3 separate regions of the Mus musculus genome follow, and regions 2 and 3 are each linked to region 1. A link is a contact called in public HiChIP or PLAC-seq and promoter capture Hi-C data. All regions are on one chromosome and are shown on one strand. The core of a region is the stretch at or near the end of the contact, and the rest is flanking DNA. Distances in the headings are between cores, read along the strand shown. Region 1 holds the start of Map6d1 (MAP6 domain containing 1). Region 2 has its middle 4.1 kb from the start of Gm41432. Region 3 has its middle 20 kb from the start of Gm41432.

Region 1 (4,526 bases), core at 1,857-4,356:
AAGGTGTGCACAACCATGCCCAGGTACTCCCTCCCCCATCCCACCCCCACCCCCACCCCACCCCACCCCCATCTTACATGGACCTGACCAGCCTCAAAAGAATTATGGAAGCATTGTTCTGGGAGGAGCTAGGCAGCTAGAGAGCTCCAAGACAGCTCCTATGCCTATCTGGCCAGACAAATAAGGCAGACCACTCCTTCCATGACAACCAGAAGACAAATGAAGCAGGACCTGTTAGCAGGGAGAGATGGAGGCCTAAGGGGTCCATAGCACTTAAAGACTGTAAGTCAGGAGTGGCCACAAACCTAATCTATTACTTTTGGGTTTCTCAATTGTTTTCTGAATGCCTCTAGCAGTTCACTTGGGTGAAGTATATCTTACAAGATGAAAAGTAGTATGGGATTACTCCAGCCTCTGGGTCCCAGAGGCCAGAGAGTTTAGTGCTGAGGAAGATCAGTCGTTATCCTGGGCTGGTCTTGGGGGTGAGTGAGGACTGGTCAGCCAGGCTCTTAGTATTCCATCCAGTTCTCAGGGAAGGAAACTGTTCCAAAGGCAGAGTTTATACTTGGAAAAGCAAGCCCCCATCTGTCAGTGATTTTCCATGGCTGACTTCAAGACTCAATTTGAGAAACTGTCTCCGAGGAGGTGGCCAACGACGATCTGTATAAACCATTTTAGGGAAGGACTACAGAATTGGTGCTTGAGTCCCACTCCTTTCTGTGCTGTTCAGAGCCATGTGTTTTGAACTACTAGCTCAATTTCTCATTTGTAGAGGAATAGCAAGAACCATCATGTTAAGGGGAAAGCAGTAGCCAACACCTTACCATCAACAGAGCTTGGGGGACCCTACAAGGACATTCAGCGGGCCATTGGCTCCATGTGGGTAAAACAGCTTCTCATAACCAGCCATGATTTTCTGGAATATCCCTTATGAAGAGGGGCTTGTACCAACATCCCCACGCCACTAGTTATGAAAGGTGGCTTCCTGTCTTCCCTGCAAGCCCAACCAGTTGTTTGACGGCTAGATTCTCAAGCCATTGCAGAGTCATGCGCAGGCAGGACCACTGGAAGGACCGTGAACATTCAGACCTCTCCTGCAGGGGATTCAGGTTCCTACATTGGCAGTCAGTAAGCCTGCCTGCCTGCCCTGCCACCAGCAATGCCAGACAGCTCCACTTGAGTCCACGAACACAAGGCCTTGCCCTGCACCACACACACCCATTAAGTACCTTAAGGAACAGAGTCTTAAGGTGGAACCTGTCCTGCACTTTGGCCCCCTTTGACATGTGTGTGTGTGTTTGAGATTCACCATCTGTACCTGCAGGGCTTCAGTGTCCCACCCTATGACAGACCCATAACTAGTGCATCCCCAATATCAGGACAGCAGGGCTGTGACCATCTATCTGTACAGTGTCTCCATGTGCCATTTTTATTATGTTTTAAGTTTTCTTTTTAGTTATGTGTATGTGTGGGTATCTTGAGTGTGGATATGTGCAGTGAGTGTGGATACCCCAGAGCCTTGAAGTTAAGAGACAATTGTGAGATGCCTGGCTTGAGTGCTGGAACTGAACTCCCATCCCATGGAAGAGCAGTGCACTCTCTTAATCACTGAGCCACCTCTCCAGCCCTATGGACCTTTTTAGTCCTGAGCTCCCATCCCACCTTCAAGGAATCTAGACAACAAAATTCCTAAAATATTCAAACACCTGTAATAAATATGGAGTGGTGTTTTAAATAGTCCCAAACAAGGCATCACAGATGAGACCAAAAAAAAAAGGGGGGGTGGGGGGCTTATGCCTGTGGCTATATGCCTAACAAAGGGCTAACATACATTACAGTTATTAACATTCAGAACATCTATCTATGGTCAAACATTACATTAAGTTAAAAAAAAAAAAAGTAATGGAGTTATAATGTGTGAGCCTGACAATCCGAGAGATGGATCCCTGGAATCCATGGCAGAAGGGGAAGAGGAGTGACTTTCTAAAGTTGTCTTCTGATCTGCTCGCCCCTCCTCTCGCCCCCCTCTCCACACTAATATATATTAAATATTTTAAAACATCGCAACAGCAAGAATAAGATCGTGGAGGAAACTGAATGTGTATGCATTCATTGTATACTAAGAATTAGGAAGATCCATCTGTTTGGGAGGGGAGGCGTGAGGGTGTTAAGGCAGAATTTGTTATTTTTATTTCTAATTCCCCCATTATGAGCATTCATTACTCTTCTATGTAGAAAGAAGAGGCAAGAAGTCCTCAGTTGTCCAAAGCTGTTAAGGGTGCAAAGGACCTTCCTTCTGTGGGATCTTGAACAGCGCAGGCACTGGCCCTGGGCACGGCGTGGGGCGTGGGATGAGGGGCTGTGCACCGCCCTCTTTGCTCACCCCACAGAAGTTAAAAAAGAACAATCTGAGACCGAAGGAGGAGGAATCAAATCGAGGGAGGGGTGCTCTCTTACGAGGTGCGCTCATCCTGGATCCCAGGGTAGGGAGCAATTGGGAACACAAGGCGATGCCTGCAGTGTCAGGAGACCAAAGATGACCCCGAAGCTCCCCTGTCACTCTCCAGATCCTGTGGTATTCAGCCTTCGTGCTCTCCCCGCCCCCACCCCGTTTCGGGGCTCCGTTTCCTCCCACCGCAGGTCCAGATTCGAAGCATTCCTCTGCCGCAGCCAGCTACCCACCTATAAGACGTGGTCGCTACTACAGCTGCGTCCGCGTCCCCGACCGGCAGCACGTAGACCGTCCGGGTGGGGGGCGCCGAGGACTGGCCTCTGCGGCCGCCCGGCCCCGATGGGCGCTCTTGAGCCGCATCCCGGGACCCGGCGCGCGCGGTTCGCACACCGAAATCGCGCTGGTACTGGGTGAGCGGCACAGCGCGGCTGGACTCCCGCGCGCCTGCGACCGACGGGTTCCCGCGCGAGACGCTGCAGTCTGCGCCCGACTCCTCGCTCCCGGGGTCCGAGTAACCATGCAGAGTCAGCGGCACCGCTACGTCCGAGCGGTCCAGCTGGTTCCATCGCCGGGCCAGGCAGCACAGCCGGCTGATGCAGGGCCACGCCATGCCGCTCGGCCGCGCGCCTGCGCCGCGCGCGCGCACTACCCCACTGCCCCCGCGCAACCCTGAGCCCCGCAAGGACGGCCTGCGGGCAGTCCTAAACCCAGAGTTCCCCCAATGTGAGCTCAGAAATCAGACCTGGGCTTCATCGAGAGCGAGGTCGGAAGGAGGCATTTCCTCACCGTCACTAAGCCTGCTACTTTTTTTTTTTTTTTTTTTAAGGAACAATCAATCCATCAAGAAGGCTCTGGCGGCAGGACCAGAGAACTCTGTTGGCATTTGTGGACACGGGTGGCTGCAAAATAGATTTAAACTGTGCCTAGCGGACTCAGCGACCACCCAGAGTGGAAAGGGTGGAGGCAACCAGGAAGGTGATGCAAGTGAGAACTTAGGGCCATGTCAGCTCGTGAATCTCCATTTGCTGTTTACTGTGCTGTTATAAATGGGTAACAACTAACCCGGTTTTCCTTAAGAACTGTCATAAGCTCCCAATCGTCCTTTCCCTGGGTTGTAATTACAACCCCCAAACTGGTTTCCTTTCCCTGATGTGCATGTATGCTCGTTCCATTGCAGGGCTATAATCCAGCCTGAATGAAGGTCAGTTAAATACAGAAAACATCCAGCTGCCCTCCAAGGGCTTCCCAAGTGTATCCTGCATGCACTCAGACCTGCAACCATGGAAGTGGTGGTAGTTACAACTTCTGGCTGAACCTGAGAAGCATCCAGTCTGCACCTAGGAGGACTGCCCAGTCTGGGCCCATTGGTCAGCTCATCTTCCTCAACTTCATTAGCTGCAAGTTGTACTGGAGTGACATACCATTGCTGGTTAACACCCCAGGTCTGGCTATGACCCCATACTGACAGTTAAGTCTGGAGTTGGGAAAACCTTTACTGAAGGTGCATTCATGGGTATGGTAGTTAGAATATGTTTGGCCCAGGGAGTGCCACTATTAAGAGGTGTAACTTTGTTGGAATAGGTGTGGCCTTGTTGGAGGAAGTGTGTCACTGTTCAGGGTGGACAATGAGACCCTCCTCCTAACCATGTGGGAGCCAATCTTCTCCTAGTGGCCTTTAGATGAAGATGTAGAACTCTCAGCTCTGCCTGCACCATGCCTGCCTGGGCACTGCCACGCCCCCACCTTGATGATAATGGACTGAACCTGTAAGCCATCCCTAATGAAATGTCCTTATAAGAGTTGCCTCGGTCATGGTGTCTGTTCACAGCAGTAAAACCCTAACTAAGATTATGTGGACCCCACCACCACCACCACCACTCACACACACACACAAAGTCTTCTCTCAGCCAGAGCCAACTGACTTTGTGAAGTGGAGCTGAGCTTTGGGTTAGTCAGCCTGGCAAATGAAGGTTAATGGTTATGAAATAGTCCAGGGGAGAAAGTCACAGATCACCACTCTTGCTAAAACAGTTAAGGGTACAGCAAGTCCTTTAATTAGCTGGTGATGAAGAGT
Region 2 (4,224 bases), core at 1,538-4,037, 210 kb after region 1:
AGATAGACTTATATATGTATATAGATATGATAGGTTATATACATAAAATCTGTTCCATTCCTCTAGAGAACCCTGACCAATACAGGGACTTTCTTATTTTTCTATCTGTCTTTGATTGTTCCCTTTTCAAGATCATTTATTCTGTCCTTTCCACAGAGATTTCTTTTCAACTTTTCATTTCAGCATCTCAGATTGATTTTTTTCAATTTCCATCTTTGTTTAGTGTTTTTTTATATCTTGCATAATCTTCTTTATTTTATGCAGCTGTTTCCATTCATGTTTTCGATCTTATTTTCTTTAAAGATACTTTTTTTTTGTTTTTTTTGTTTTTTGGTTTTTTGAGACAGGGTTTCTCTGTGTAGCCCTGGCTATCCTAAACTCACTTTGTACACCAGGCTGGCCTTGAACTCAGAAATCCACCTGCCTCTGCCTCCCAAGTGCTGGGATTAAAGGTGTGCGCCACCACGCCTGGCTAAGTATTTTCAATGTTCACATGAGACCTGGACGTGGTAGAGTTGGATATGTAGTTCAAAACTAATTCTTATTGGCCCTGGAGAGAGCTCTCAGCAGTTAAGAGTTTGCTCTTCCAGGTCATTTGAGTTAAATCCCCAGCACCCATGTTGGGTGATTCACAACTGTCTGTTTACTCCAGCACTACTGGATCAGAATTTATGGCCTCTATGCATTTATGGTATCTGAACCTGTAGCCTTCCCTCCCCCAGCCTTAATGGTTCCACTGTTTACATCTGGATGGAGCTTGCCCCTCAATCGTTCTGCCACGCCCACTGCTGGAACCTGCTGCTTTGCTGTTCTGGAGCCATACACGTGGTCACCCTGCTACTGGACTCCAGGATTATTTGGCGGGAATCGGCCCCCCCTTCCCCTCCTTCATAACTGCGTGTTGGAATAGTAAAATTGAGCTTTGATCAGAGTCCACTTTGACTTGGCTCCGTTCTTTCTTCCGTCTGTCTAGTTCCTCTCTTTCACCTCGAGCTGCCATCTCAGTTGTACCGTTCCTCGGGAGCTGCTGGTCGGCCTGCAACATGAACCAATATGTAAGCATATACACACACATACACATAAATAATTTTTAAGTATGAGAGAGAGAGAGAGAGAGAGAGAGAGAGAGAGAGAGAGAGAGAGAGAGAGAATGAATCCTCAGTCCAAAAGCTTAGGGTGCTTGGTGTAAACACATTTATTCTCTGAGTAAGGTTTCATCCCATGTGCTTGGTATTATCTCTATTCGAGTATCATACCAGTTAGTAAATTTAGCTTCAATAATTGTTGGAGGACAAACAACAAAGAATTTTTGTTTAGGTTAGAGTGTGCTCAGCTCTCAGTGAATAAGGTTAGGATTGGGAGAACAATAGGGTGGATAAGGATAAGGGCTAAGTACTCTATCAATGTTTATAAGAAAAAGATTGAAGTGGTTAAAGTAACTAGAAGTCTGGATACTTTAGGATCCACGGATGTTAGAAATTATTAGAGCTATGGGATATTATAGTTAAATGAAGAAGGGATAAGAATTTGAGAAAAAGGAAGAGATGAATAAGAAAGGAGAAGATAAAATGAGGCTGAACACTTAAGATACCTTCTGACTCACAGAGGATGTGGTATAGGGTCCTGATGGGTCAGACACAGATGAGACCCCAATGCCGAGAGAATGGACACAAACCTCATTCCTAACCCAGAAGCTAACTGTTCACAAAGGAAAAATTAGTTTTCTCTAATGGAGTCCCATTAGGTACACAAACTGCACTTAAGGGAAGTCCCAGCAGCAGATGGCCAACATAAAACAAACTTATTGGTATTTTTGGAGGTTCCTGGTCTCATAATGCTTTGTCTAGACTTCCTTACATGTCTTTTTCATATATATGATGGTTTCCAGTGTTGTGTTTTATAGGAGTTCTGTGAGTGTGAACATGTGTGTCTTTGTGTCTAAATGTGTTTCTTGTGTTTTTTCTTTGGCTCTTTTTCTTCTGTTTGTTTTTGCCCTATTCTGGTTTGTTTGTCAAGAGCCATCATAGGAGAAGCTAATAACTAACAGGTGATTTTCCTGAGATGAGTCCAACTTGGATTAGAATCCACAACAGATTTGCTCTGATAGGCAAGGCTCATGAGAAATTCATTTTAGGAAGGACTCCTGCTACTAATATGCTTCTCCTATTATTATTAAATATATAACTATCACTAAGTATTAGCCCACCCCTTTGAGCAGATCTTTACAGAACAATGAAGATATCTTGTAGTGGTGCTATATAGACAAATAGATAATAATTCTATAGAATTCCTGATTTGATTCAAATAATTTTAGGAAGGAAGTTTTTAGAGATGGACTTAGTTGCTAGAAAGATATAATAAAGTTAGAATCTAGAATAGAATGTGCCCACTCATCAGAATAGTAAGTAAAGGCTGCATAATAAGAAATACAATGAACTTTCATAATCACACTAAAAAGAGAAATAGTCTTTGGACAATTTTGTGTTCAAGGAAAAAACTTTTAGACCTAAGGATAAAGGTCACAAGTGTGCACTATGATAACGCACGGCCATGTAAAAACAGTTGCTTTGAACTTATAATGAGCATTGAACTTAATATCAACGTTCTTCTGTAACTCCCATTCTATGTAACATTTTATTGATGCCATAAATATTAAAAAAAAACAACCCGGCACGTACCCACACTTGTGCCTCTGCCCCAGAGGCACTGGCAGGCAATGGCCAGCCTGTTTTTATCTCATGGAGACTCTCTGGCCCGGAGCTCCGGAAAGGTCTCCACTCAACTTGCTAGGTACCCACTGACAGGTCACTACCACACCTCCCCCATGGCCTTTGTGGTGTACCTTAGGCAAACCCATGCTTTGCCATCCTACCTTTCTCTTTTGAACCCAAACAAGCCACCACATGAAGGAAAACGCAACACAAACTTAGTTCAGAAACGACGGTAACTCAATCTCTGGGCGCAACAACTAAATCCTAATCTTGTAAATCTTATTAAAATCTGATTCCTCCAGTGGCAAATCCTTGTGGATCAGCCATGATTCTGGGAAACTCTAGCAGCTACAACTTAGTCTCATGCCTTCCCCATTCCAAAAAGGCCTAACTTTCTCCTGCTTCCTCCTGCTAACCCAGAAGTCCCTCCTACTCGCCCAGTAATTGGCTCCTTTATTCATTAGGGGATTGGTTCACAAGAAGCCATCTGTGTACATGTGACTCACTCCTTGTCCAAAACCCCTCCCAGGAGAGTGGAATTAGCATACAAACAGCACCAGGCCCACCCACAACATTTTATCTCTGAGTTAATTATCTAAAGAAATATTTGTCTAAGAAGATTTAAGAAGGGCTGGTGAGATGGCTCAGCCGGTAAGAGCACCCAATTGCTCTTCTGAAGGAGTTTTTTTTTTTTTTTTTGTTTTGTTTTTTTGTTTTTTTGTTTTTTTTCAAGACAGGGTTTCTCTGTATTGCCCTGGCTGTCCTGGAACTCACTTTGTAGACCAGGCTGGCCTCGAACTCAGAACTCAAGAGATCCACCTGCCTCTGCCTCCCGAGTGCTGGGATTAAAGGCGTGCTGAAGGAGTTTAAATCCCAGCAACCACATGGTGGTTCACAACTATCCATAAGGAGATCTGATGCCCTCTTCTGGAGTGTCTGAAGACAGCTACAGTGTGCTTACATATAATAATATATATATATGTAATAGTACTATATAATATAATTATATATAGTTGTTATTATATATACATATAAAAATAAATTTTATATGTGTATATATGTATTATAATTATACATATATATGTATATACACATATATACATGTATGTATATGTATATACATATGTATATATGTGTGTATATATGTATTATAAATTTTATATATGTATATATGTGTGTGTGTATATATATATAAATAAATACATTTTATATGTGTGTATATACATATACATACACATATATATGTATTATACATTTTATATATGTATATATATATATGTGTGTGTGTATATATATATATACATATAAAAATAAATCTAAAAAAAAAGCCGGACGTGGTGGCGCACACCTTTAATCCCTGCACTCGGGAGGAAGAGGCAGATGGACTTCTGAGTTCCAGCACAGCCAGGGCTATACAGAGATACAGAGAAACCCTGTCTTGAAAAACTAAAAAAAAAAAAAAGTATAAGAAGACCACTGAAAAAAAATAAAGTGGTTGGTGGTTGGTTGAATG
Region 3 (4,184 bases), core at 1,548-4,047, 240 kb after region 1:
AAATTAATTTTCCTGCAGGGTAGGAAGGCATGGGGGTGGGGGTGGAATTGCTGCCATTTCTTTTTCAGGAAACATTTACCTCCTATCCTGTCCTTTCTACAATACCCCAGAAGGATACTGAGGCTAATGAGAAAGACAGTGCAGGATCTATCTAGAACTGCTTGATAAATTAGTGAATTCTAGTGACCGTGAAAGGGTGTGCTGAGTCTTTTAACACTAAATATCCTGAAGGGATTTTTTTTTCCCTAGTATGAGGAATTAAGTCTGGGACCTTGAGTATAAGGGTCCAAAATTGATGAAAGAAGACTCCAGACTCAGAATGCAAAAAGAAAGACATTTAGGCCGGGCGTGGTGGTGCATGCCTTTAATCCCAGCACTTGGGAGGCAGAGGCAGGTGGATTTCTGAGTTCGAGGCCAGCCTGGTCTACAGAGTGAGTTCCAGGACAGCCAGGGCTACACAGAGAAACCCTGTCTCAAAAAAACCAAAAAAAAAAAAAAAAAAAAAAAGAAAGAAAGACGTTTAATCTGTAGAAACAACCAGTATGTTGTGGGAGTCAACCATTTTTTGAAATGGGGACCCCAGACAAAGGCGTGAAGACCTTCTTGTAGGGAACTGGGGGAACTCTCTAGAAGGACTGGGTAATCTAAAACTTCACTGGTGGGTGCTAGGGAGTCATAGGGGGTCAGTGGCCCGCATTCCTATGTCATGAATGTTTAACCATAGGATGAGATAAGGCTGCCCAGCACAGTTGGCCCATTCTGAGATAAGATAGTTTCCCATTTTGTGATTATCCCCGGGCTGTTATTTGGGAGGGGGCTTTGTGATTTTGTTCTGAATTTTATGGTCTATCTCTGGAGCTGGTCTTTTATGGCCTAGTTTCTGGGACTTACGGTCTGTTCCTGGAGCTGGTGCCTTACGGCCATTTTTTTCTAAATCAGGCCTGGTCCTTAAATGGAGACAAATGGGGCTCTTGTTGTCCTTTCATGAGGCTTATGTTGTCCTTTCATGAGCATGTAAATGAACACTCCAGCACTGAGCTCTGGCTTGTTCAGCCCAGACAGGATCTGAGCTGCCACCTTCCAGTCTTTGCCTTCCAAGTACCTGACATTATTTGCTTGCCTTACAGGCCTGTTCAGGAATCTCTTTATCAGAGTGTGGAGGTTTAGCTCCTGACGTCAGGTCTGGGAATGGATCCAGGGCAGATCCAACTCTCCCCCTTTCAACTTGTTCATAACTTTAAACTTGAACACTTAGATGAGACTTAAGTGCTGTTCAGACCAAATTTCTACCCAAAGTATAACTCTTTCTGGGACAAAGAAAAACCCTCTAGAAATGGAGGCCACAAACCTCCTGGGGAAGCTTAACAAGGTGGAAATTGCACCCCCCCCACACACACACACACACTAGGCAGACAGCTCTCTAGCTCGCTTTCTCTCTCTCTCTCTCTCTCTCACACACACACACACACACACACACACACACACATACACGGCAGATAGCCCCCCATACACACACACACTAGGCAAACAGCCCTTCCCCACTAGGCAGACAGCTCTCTAGCTTGCTCTCTCTCTCTCTCTCACACATACACGGAAGATAGCCCCCCCACACACACACACACTAGGCAAACAGCCCTTCCCCACTAGGCAGACAGCCCCACACACTCACACACACACACACACACAGGGACAGACATACACACACACTAGACAGACAGACAGACAGACACACACACACACACACACACACACACACACACACACACACACACACACGGCAGACAACCAGTATGGGGCATTCTTGGACCTCCAAGGTCTTATTTAAGATCTGCCTGGGATGTCACCTACTGTGACTTCAGTGGAGACAAATAAAGAGGATAAAATAGGCCTAAGACCTCAGGGGCAAAAATGAGGGTGTCTGGTCAGAAAATAAAGAAGGCACTGTGCTTGGTGATCTGATCGCTACTTTTCATGTTGCTGTAATTAAATACCCAACAAAAGTAACATAAGAGGGGGGTTGTTCCCACCCTGAGGGTACATCCATCACGGAGCAGAAGGCCTGGCAGTGGCAACAGTGGCAACGGCAGCTGTATATCAGCGCACTTTCTCCTTTTTATTCATTCTAAAACTCTAGCCCATGGAATCCAGGCAAAGAAAAGAAGAAGAAAAAAAGACGACCCTGCACAGAGCCTTTACCCTGGAGCGTGGCTCATTTTCCGTTGGTAGTAGTCAGAGGCAGGAAACTTCTAGCACTGTGGATGGACAACAGTGATGTCTACCCAGTCTGTGCTTATTTAGCGCCAGAATTGTATGGGACCTTCAGTTTTAACACTTCACTCAGATTCCTAAAGTAATTATCTGTGTCTACCTAGGCTCAGGACAACTTGTGACCTAGCGTGTAAACACTTCTCTCTGACCCATGAGTTTCTACAACACAATCAAGCCTTTCAATCTTGAGTAAAGCACACCCTCAGAGTAATGTAAAAAATGGAGGGAAGCAATTTAAAAATATTTTAAGACTTCCCTGAAATTTTTATACAGTGTATTTGATCATATTTATACCTTTCAACTTTTCTTGCCTCTGCCTTTACCTTCCTCCCTTACCCAACTTGTGCTCTTAGCTTTTTTAGTTCAAATTCCATTATTCAAATGGTTGGGTGTGGGGCCAGTCCTGGAAATTGGCCAACCTACCAGGAGTTACACCCTTAAAGAAAACTGATCCTCCCAGATCCAGCTGTCATCAAAAACAAATAGCTCCTCTGCTGGGGTTGGACTTCCGGCCAAGGTCCACCAGGAGATTCCTAACATTCCTTAGAGTTAAAATTTGGTTTTCCCACTCTGGTGCAGGCCTGTGGCCTTGGTCCTGCTGAGATGCTTAGAAGCTTTATTTAAAAAGTCTGGGTCCCCATGAAACCCTACAATACTCAGGCTTACCAGGACATTTGGTAGTGAAAGACCCACAACGTGAGGACTCCCCCATGTTCTGACTCAGGAGAGGCGACACCCCAAATCACTCATAAGAAATGGTCTTGCTGCAAACTGCAAGAGGATTTTTATTCAAGAGTGATCTCGGGGGCCCACGGTCATACACCATGCAGGGGTAGAGGACCGTGGCGCGCCAAGTAGCTGGGTAAGGGGGTATTTAAAGGAAGAAACCACAACTCAAGGAAGTGGGGAGGGCGTTGTTGGTTAAGAGTCCCAAGGAAGTGCAAAGTCACAAGAGTCACAAGGAATACCTGGTAATTGTGCAGGTTATCTCTCAAGACAGTTTCTAAGAGCCCCTAACAATAGCACATTTGCATAGCGGGTTCCAGCAGTGGTCAGGTTGACTTTCTTTGAATGAACACTCTTTGAACCCAGGAAGCGGGTGGGTGGATGAATGTCGCTATCTGTTTTATGATTAGCATACCTTGGAGCATTAGTCACAGAGGTCATATTCCCAAGCCTGGGCCTAAAGGCCTAGAATTTTGTTTTTACGTTATACTTTCAGTAGGAGTGGAGTTATTGACCCTCGTCATTTTTAAAATCAGGAGTGCTGATAAAAGATTAAAGCTTTGAAAGGTTCCAGTCCTCCCTGTACCTGCCTATGGCCGCCACTAGCTGCTCCCTGAGTCCACTCAGGGTGAATATGCCGGCTACACTTAAGCAAGCTTTGTTAAATGGGAACATGGAATGTCACTGTACATGCTTCTTGTAAAATTACCTAACAGTTGTGTCTCGGCAGCTAAGAGTTGTAGTAAATATTTAATCTCAAAGGGGGGTTCTACTCCACTTTGATCACTCTGTTCCCAGATAAAAAGCACACAACTTTTATTATGTATAATAAGCCTTTAAAGCACTAGAGATGGGCAGATATCCACCCTCTAAGATATTAGTGTCTACTTCCCTACAATTTATAACTAACCATGTTCCATCTGGGCTGCTCCTTTTTTTGTTTGTTTGTTAATTCATTTTCTTTTTTTTAAGATTTATTTTATTTATATGAGTACACTGTAGCTGTCTTCAGACACAGCAGAAGAGGGCATAGATCCCATTACAGATGGTTGCAAACCACCATGTGGTTGTTGGGAATTGAACTCAGGACCTTTGGAAGAGCAGTCAGTGCTCTTAACCACTGAGCCATCTGTCCAGCCCCTGGCCTGCTCTTAAATTCAATTGGCCAGCCGTCATTGCCTTGTTTTCAT

What was found. Promoter capture Hi-C pulls out the DNA fragments that hold promoters and counts their contacts. HiChIP or PLAC-seq counts read pairs in DNA pulled down with a chosen protein or histone mark.
Region 2: a contact with region 1 is called in an H3K27ac HiChIP or PLAC-seq map of embryonic stem cells, with 12 read pairs. The contact joins the enhancer-like site here to the promoter of Map6d1 in region 1. A contact is called at or near these places in 3 of 39 promoter capture datasets (the HPC-7 cell line and embryonic stem cells), 1 of 484 Hi-C or Micro-C datasets (the G1E-ER4 cell line), 3 of 115 datasets of contacts at active chromatin or transcription factors (embryonic stem cells and extraembryonic endoderm stem cells) and 1 of 9 other capture datasets (liver).
Region 3: a promoter capture Hi-C map of embryonic stem cells shows a contact between it and region 1, with 3 times the contacts expected there. The contact joins the enhancer-like site here to the promoter of Map6d1 in region 1. A contact is called at or near these places in 11 of 39 promoter capture datasets (the C10 cell line, the HPC-7 cell line, cranial neural crest and 5 more), 6 of 484 Hi-C or Micro-C datasets (the G1E-ER4 cell line, cerebral cortex, embryonic stem cells and 1 more), 7 of 115 datasets of contacts at active chromatin or transcription factors (embryonic stem cells, extraembryonic endoderm stem cells, stem cell-derived neural progenitor cells and 1 more) and 3 of 9 other capture datasets (adipose tissue, embryonic stem cells and macrophages).

Annotation. Positions count from the first base shown.
Region 1 is chr16:20,238,252-20,242,777 of GRCm38.p6, forward strand. It overlaps Map6d1 (MAP6 domain containing 1), which reads right to left and starts at 3,107. Exons shown (of 3, transcript NM_198599.2): 1 at 2,683-3,107. The coding sequence starts at 3,062. Gm49566 (a long non-coding RNA gene) reads left to right here and starts at 3,207. Exons shown (of 3, transcript XR_003951848.1): 1 at 3,207-3,502; 2 at 3,630-3,894.
Region 2 is chr16:20,451,279-20,455,502 of GRCm38.p6, forward strand. No RefSeq gene overlaps it. Among named protein-coding and RNA genes, the nearest start is that of Gm41432, 4.1 kb to the right of the region's middle. Within about 2 kb of position 2,788, at least 18 of the 459 cell types and tissues checked have an H3K27ac peak or open chromatin away from gene starts, as enhancers often do. A contact at or near this core is called in embryonic stem cells, where this site is marked.
Region 3 is chr16:20,475,939-20,480,122 of GRCm38.p6, forward strand. No RefSeq gene overlaps it. Among named protein-coding and RNA genes, the nearest start is that of Gm41432, 20 kb to the left of the region's middle. Within about 2 kb of position 2,798, at least 74 of the 459 cell types and tissues checked have an H3K27ac peak or open chromatin away from gene starts, as enhancers often do. A contact at or near this core is called in embryonic stem cells, extraembryonic endoderm stem cells and trophoblast stem cells, where this site is marked.